Regions from separate parts of the Cricetulus griseus genome. Here region 1 is linked to region 2. A link is a contact called in public Hi-C data. All regions are on one chromosome and are shown on one strand. The core of a region is the stretch at or near the end of the contact, and the rest is flanking DNA. Distances in the headings are between cores, read along the strand shown.

Evidence for each region. A called contact is a pair of places that touch in the nucleus more often than the background predicts.
Region 1: a Hi-C map of liver shows a contact between it and region 2, with 4 times the contacts expected there. The contact joins two enhancer-like sites. A contact is called at or near these places in 4 of 8 Hi-C or Micro-C datasets (the CHK-Q cell line, the CHO-K1 cell line and liver).

What each region holds. Positions count from the first base shown.
Region 1 is chr5:161,421,450-161,424,454 of CriGri-PICRH-1.0, reverse strand. No RefSeq gene overlaps it. Among named protein-coding and RNA genes, the nearest start is that of Ifrd1, 14 kb to the left of the region's middle. Within about 2 kb of position 1,319, at least 1 of the 6 cell types and tissues checked has open chromatin away from gene starts, as enhancers often do.
Region 2 is chr5:160,890,161-160,893,197 of CriGri-PICRH-1.0, reverse strand. Dock4 (dedicator of cytokinesis protein 4) reads left to right here. Exons shown (of 51, transcript XM_027419723.2): 40 at 467-633. Among named protein-coding and RNA genes, the nearest start is that of Immp2l, 230 kb to the right of the region's middle. Within about 2 kb of position 1,732, at least 1 of the 6 cell types and tissues checked has open chromatin away from gene starts, as enhancers often do.

The DNA.
Region 1 (3,005 bases), core at 70-2,569, 530 kb before region 2:
TAAAGGACAGGTTTCCCGCTGTGAGGGAAACTCATTTTGTAACTCATTAGAAAATCTTCAACCTGTGCAGAAATTCTTATAATCTCTGTAAGTCATTAGGCTGTGCCGTCCTACCTCTTGGATTACATAATAATACCACATGCGAAAATGAGTGGTCTGCAGGTTTGGTTAACCCATTTTTAACTATAAAGGGAGTGTTTTTCTTTTTAAAATTTAAACCTCCCTGTGAAACTCTTAATGATGAGTAAGAGCCGTTGTTTGGGAAGTTGCTTATTTCACAGAACACAGCTGTTATGCCTCATGTTAGATGGGAAGACAGGCATGAGAAGGTGACCTTCTCTCACAGTCTTCTCCACCATAGAAATAAACCCCCAGAAAACACAACAGAGGATACCGCTTGGCTTTCATAGCTAGCAATGAGACAACGAAGGTTTCTCCAGGTTAGGCAGGATTTTCAACCAAAGCATAGGTAACCTATTGTAGCCCAGAATTATGGAAGCAGGAGCTGCAGGGTTTCAAACCCAATTCCTAAGGCACCAGTAGGAAACTTAGAAATAATTTCCTTTCAAGTAGGAAGGTTTTGTTTCTATTGAGCTAAGACACTTTCTAAGAGGGAACATTTGGTGAACAGAAAGATCCAGAAAAGAACAGGCCCACGTCCCCACCCTAAACACAGTATTTAAGGATGCAGACAATGCAGGAACTAGTGCTGGTCCATCCGCTAGTGTTGTATTCTTGATTTCCATAAAAATTCATATCTGTCTCTAAAACACATTCAACAAATCTACCATCACAAACAGAAATGCTGTGTGCTGTCGACGCTCAAAACTCAGCCACTGGAGTAGTTTCCTTTCAGCTGGGAGCCCTTGAGAAGGGCCTGTTCCCTTGACTGCCCAGCATATACAGAATCCCATCCTGGGTAGATAAAGAGGCTCCCTAATGTGTGTATCAGCTTTGTGTGTGTGTGTATTGTGTGTAGCAACTTATCAGCTCTGTGTAGGAAGGGCCTATGCTGGTTCCCAGTTTGAGATACATATCGTCCTTGCAGGGATAGCAGGGAGACAGCAGCAGGAAGCAGATAATCAAACTGCATCCGGATTTGGGAAGCAGAAAGAGGAGCTCTGGTGCTCGGCTAGCTTTCTCCTTACAGTCTAGGGCTGCAGCCTATGGTGTTGTGCCATCCATATTTAGAACAGGTTTTCCTGCTTGAATTAGCCTAGTCTAGAAAATTCTGCACAGTCATGCCCACATATTTGTGTTCAGGGTGATTCTAGAGCCCATCAAGTTGACGAGTCATCTAGATCATCACAACTTCCCTCTGTACTGCTGTCTGGTGACATGAGGTCAGGCTTGAGTTGGGTGCAAAGCAGAGATGGGATTAGCTGTAAGGGCAGCAAGAGACCAGAAACAGATGTTACGTGCTAAGAATGGCCGTAGGGCAAGAGAAGGAAATCCTACATGACATGTCTGAAGCCACTCATTTCATAAGCAGCTACTTTACTTTGAATATGCAGAGCCTATGTAAATAAGTCTGTTGGTGATTACAGCGTTGATTTCTAGCCTGGGAAATCTTGACTCTTGAGTAGGAGTTTGGGTGAGAGAGACAAGCTTTTAAATTACAATCATAGGGTTATAGTGGGGTGCTATCAAGTTCTCCCTGAAACTTCAAAGCAAGAAGGATTAAAATGACAGCTTGGACATCCTAATCACCCTAAGATGGCCGGGTAGTGTGTATAATCTAGGTTACCTCCAGAAGCATCTTGGGTAGGATTGTCTGCCTCACTAATCATCACTTCTTTCTTGGCTGTGTCACATCACACTAGAGGTTCATGCTAGGGGCATCACCCTCAGAAGCACATGGCCCAAAAGTAATACAAAATTTGCAAAAGGCTAAAGATTTGGAATTCTGAGGAAAGAACATGGGTGGAGGTGCTGCTGAGTCTGAAAGAGGTTTAGGGGTTTGTTTTGAGAGCTGTGACTTGTTGGTGGCAGTTGTGTTGCACGCATCCAGGGGCACACCTGCCACCTATGAGCATTAGAGGACATTATATTGGGTCCCTTTGTTTCCAAAGGATTTCTTCTATCTTTTAATGAGAATGGTTACCAGATGGCCTAATGGGGAAAAAAAATCTCTCTCTCTTTTTTTTTTTCTGGGGGAATGTTCTCTCTCTAGAAAGGTCCAGTGCCAGGAAGCGAATGATTTCTCACTTATGAAACTAGAACTCAAAGGTGGCGGAGGAGAAAGTAGACCGACGTTGCATGTCTAACAGCTTTGCTTCCTTCCCTGGGAGCTCGTTTGGAGGAAGAGAGATAGATGCAGACACAGATGGCAGGAATGTGGCATGCAGCACCTGGTAAGACTGGCCCGAGAGAAAGCAGACAGTTTATCAGATCTAAACAGACCACGTAGGATTCTCTTTCATCATTTTAGTCTTTATTCAAGGCTCCTGAGTTCCCACAGGCCCAACTGTTGGAGGTTCAGCCCCAGATGATGGCAGCACCTGAAAATGGCGGAGACTTTATTTAAAGTGGGCTGTGTGGAACAAAATAAGGTACTAGATGGCCTGTCCCTGAAGAATGAGTTGGGACTCTGGCTTCTTGCTGTCCCCCTGCTCTCTGGCTACCAGAAGGCGCACACCCTGATACACACCCTTCCTTTGACACACTGTACCACCACAGGCCAAAGGCATTTAAAGTCCCAAGCCCAAACAACCTTCTCCCCCGATAGTGGGGCTTGCACTCAGGCATTCCAGTGAGTGCTCTGTCACTGACTGTCCCCGGTCCAGACTTTAATCCCTTTAGGTTGATTTTCTCACGTATCTATTATAGTATCAGAAAGCTAACCCTGTTGATAAAACCAATTTGAACTCCAAAGGGATATGTGGGTTTCTGGTCTCATTTCTTCTCAAACTCTGTAGGCAAATAGGAAAATCAAAGCAGGGGTCATGGAGTATCAGATAAGAATCATTTCCTTTGTCACCAGCCACGGAATGATCTTCAGAACA
Region 2 (3,037 bases), core at 483-2,982:
AAACACCCTGCTTATCTGTACTTGGGTTTGGAGAATGGATGCTACAGCTAGGGAAGGCTGAGGTCACGGAAATACTTGGCAAGTGCAAGCCCTTGCTGGTGTTCTGGTCACTGCCTTTGGTCATAGTCTTATGAGGATTTCCATATCATTATAAATAAATTTTGGGAGCCATGAACAGACTAAAGGCATCTCATGTACAAGAACTAGGTTGTTCTGGTTCTGAATGCCCAAGCCACCCCCACTAAACTAGTAATCTGCAAATTCACCGGTTATGGAAATGCCATACACATGTCCTATCAGAGTCGCATGCTTAGGACCAAGGCATGCTTAGAAGTACATTATTCATATCTCCTGGGCAGTTTTTTTTTTTTTATGATTTCAGCTGAAATGGAAACACCAGGTTGCTACCCAGAATGCCTTGCTGTTGTTTGCCAAGTCAGGTTTCATCCTTAACACTTTACTCTAGATTTGCAGATCTATGCTGTGACTCCCATTCCAGAGAGCCAGGAAGTACTGCAGAGAGAGGGGGTTCCTGACAACATCAAGAGCTTCTACAAAGTAAATCACATCTGGAAGTTCCGCTATGACAGGCCATTCCACAAAGGCACAAAGGACAAGGAGAATGAATTCAAGGTACCCGGCAGGCTCTCTACCATGCTGCCTCCTCGTGTGCTTTCTTGACTCTTGGTAAATAGTGACTGAGCATACTGTCACATGACTGGAACAAAGGGTCTAGAAATCTTTCATCCTAGTAGTTCCCACCTCTGCAGTGTGTCCATCTGATGGGGAACACTTTCCAGGCAAGAAGATGTGTGGTCCCCTGCCAAGAAAATCTGAGCAGATCTTGGATGCATTCCTGAAGTCAGCTTCTCTGTGCAGTTCCAGCAGCCGGGATGCTTAGAGCATTCTTTAAACTCTTGTTTGAGCTCATGTCCATTCATGGTGGGCCATTGTGAGCACGGTGGATATATTCTAACATCAAGGACACACCGAGTAAAGAAAAGCCAAAGGATAGGCAGACAGTTGGTACTGTGGAGTTTACTCTGTCCTTTGTTCCAGTCCTCATTACAGCAGCAGGATTACGTTTCTGAGATGAGGACCAGAGTACATGCACATCTTGGACTCTGCCTGTGCTGGCCTGTCTTTCCTCACCATATCCAGTGTACCTGGCTAGTTCCACATGCTCCCAACCAGAAAGGGCAAGCATTCTCACAGGCCCACATCCTTGCTCACCAGTCCCCACTGCTGCCAGTAGTTAACTACAGGGTTTCTTCCCAGCCAAGAGGCAGAGGGGAAGTGGTGGTAGCTTTGCAGAGTTCTGGGGAGACTGAATTAAAAGTGGGCTTTTGTGAAACATTTGATGTGCATTTACTGTGGATCCCTTCAGAAATCTAATCACAAAAGGCTGAATGATAAAAGAGCAAAAGATAGACTAGAACCAACCAGCACCAGCCTGCCCCACTGGCCTCTTCTCCCTGAGGATTGAACAGTAAAGAGACCTAAAACACCACTGAGAGATTACTGAAATCATTATCTAGTCCTTTCTGCATAGTTCTAATTCTCTTTTCCTCCTACCAAGTCAACTAAAGATCTAATTAATTACGATACAATTCTCTCTCCTTGCACTAACTTCCAGTCCTCAGTTTTGGAGGCACTGGAGTCCTATAGTTGGCTTGCACAGAGTCACATGCCCATGACCTTTAACCTAGCACTGGAACCCACGTCTTCCAACTCCCTTTCTTTTGCTTTTTCCACCTGGCCAGCAATTAATGATTAATACAGCTACCTTACTGGAATGGGTAGGGTTAGGTCAGGCTCCCTTTCCCCATGCTTATAGCCTTCAGAATCGGGCTCCTACTGTACCCCATTGCCCCAAGCCTGTCCTCTCCACAGTCCGCCTACCTGCCCTCCCTCCTGGCTCCAGCGACACCCACCTTCTCTCTTCATTGGTTGCCGTACCCTCTCATAAGCAGTTACATGTCTGTGTGGGCAGCCTTCTGCCTGCACAGCAGCCCCCACTCTCCTCCCGGTGAACTCTTCACTCTGTAAAATCCAGCTCACTTCTCTACTACTCAGAAAGCTGCCACCCTGATCTCCCACGATGGCATGACTATCTGCATCCTATGTCCACCCTGAACATCCTGTTCATCCCTCTGAGCTCTTATCTGCCTGCTTGCCTGTCATCAGCAGGTCCCTCAAGCTCTTATCACAGGGACTCTTCCGTTGTCATCTCAGCAGCTCTTTCACTGGTGGAAGGACACCCACATTTTAACCCCTCTGTGGTTTGAATAAATGGTGCAATTTCAGGAATTTTGCCAAGTTCCGTTCCTCTTGGTAGCACACTAAATAACTAGGATAATGTGTAAATCCCAAACTGATTGATAAAAGAAAACCTTGTCACGTACAATGGCTGGTGCCAAAAGCAGCTGTGTTCATGTCTCCCAGAGGAGCTGGTTTCTGGTCAGAGGGCCAGCTCGAAGCACACAGGTGCCCCTGGGTTACAGCAGTTTAGCTTATCACCAAAAGTGTGGCCCTGTGCATATGGCAATGGAAAGGATGAGGCTCGGGGGTGGGTGTCAGTGCCAGTCCTTCTGGTAATTAGCATGTGGCTTTTGAGTGGGTCAAGAGTCTCTCTGCAACTTCAAGTCTTCCTCTTAAACAGAAGGTTCAAGTCAAGTAATCCTAAGGTCCTTTCTCCCTTTAGGTTGCTGTCACTCTCGTCTTGATAGCTCATATTATTATTGCCTCTTCTAGCTGGAAATGGCTAAACCTTGAGGAGTGAAAAGGTTAAGGTCACATTGTGGAGAAGACTGCATCCAGCTTGCTGTTGTATTCTGGCTGGAGCTCATTTGCACTGCAGGGGAGGAGGTTCCAGCTAGAATGGGCTGTCACTGCATAGCATTGCAATTGTTTCACCAGTGTTCCAGTGGGGACTAAAGAAAGGCTGCAGGAATAAGCAGCCCCCGAGCAGACTTGTCACAGCTCAGGGCTTGGAAAGAAGGGCAACATAGAGAGTGACTTTGAGTTATGTTTTTGC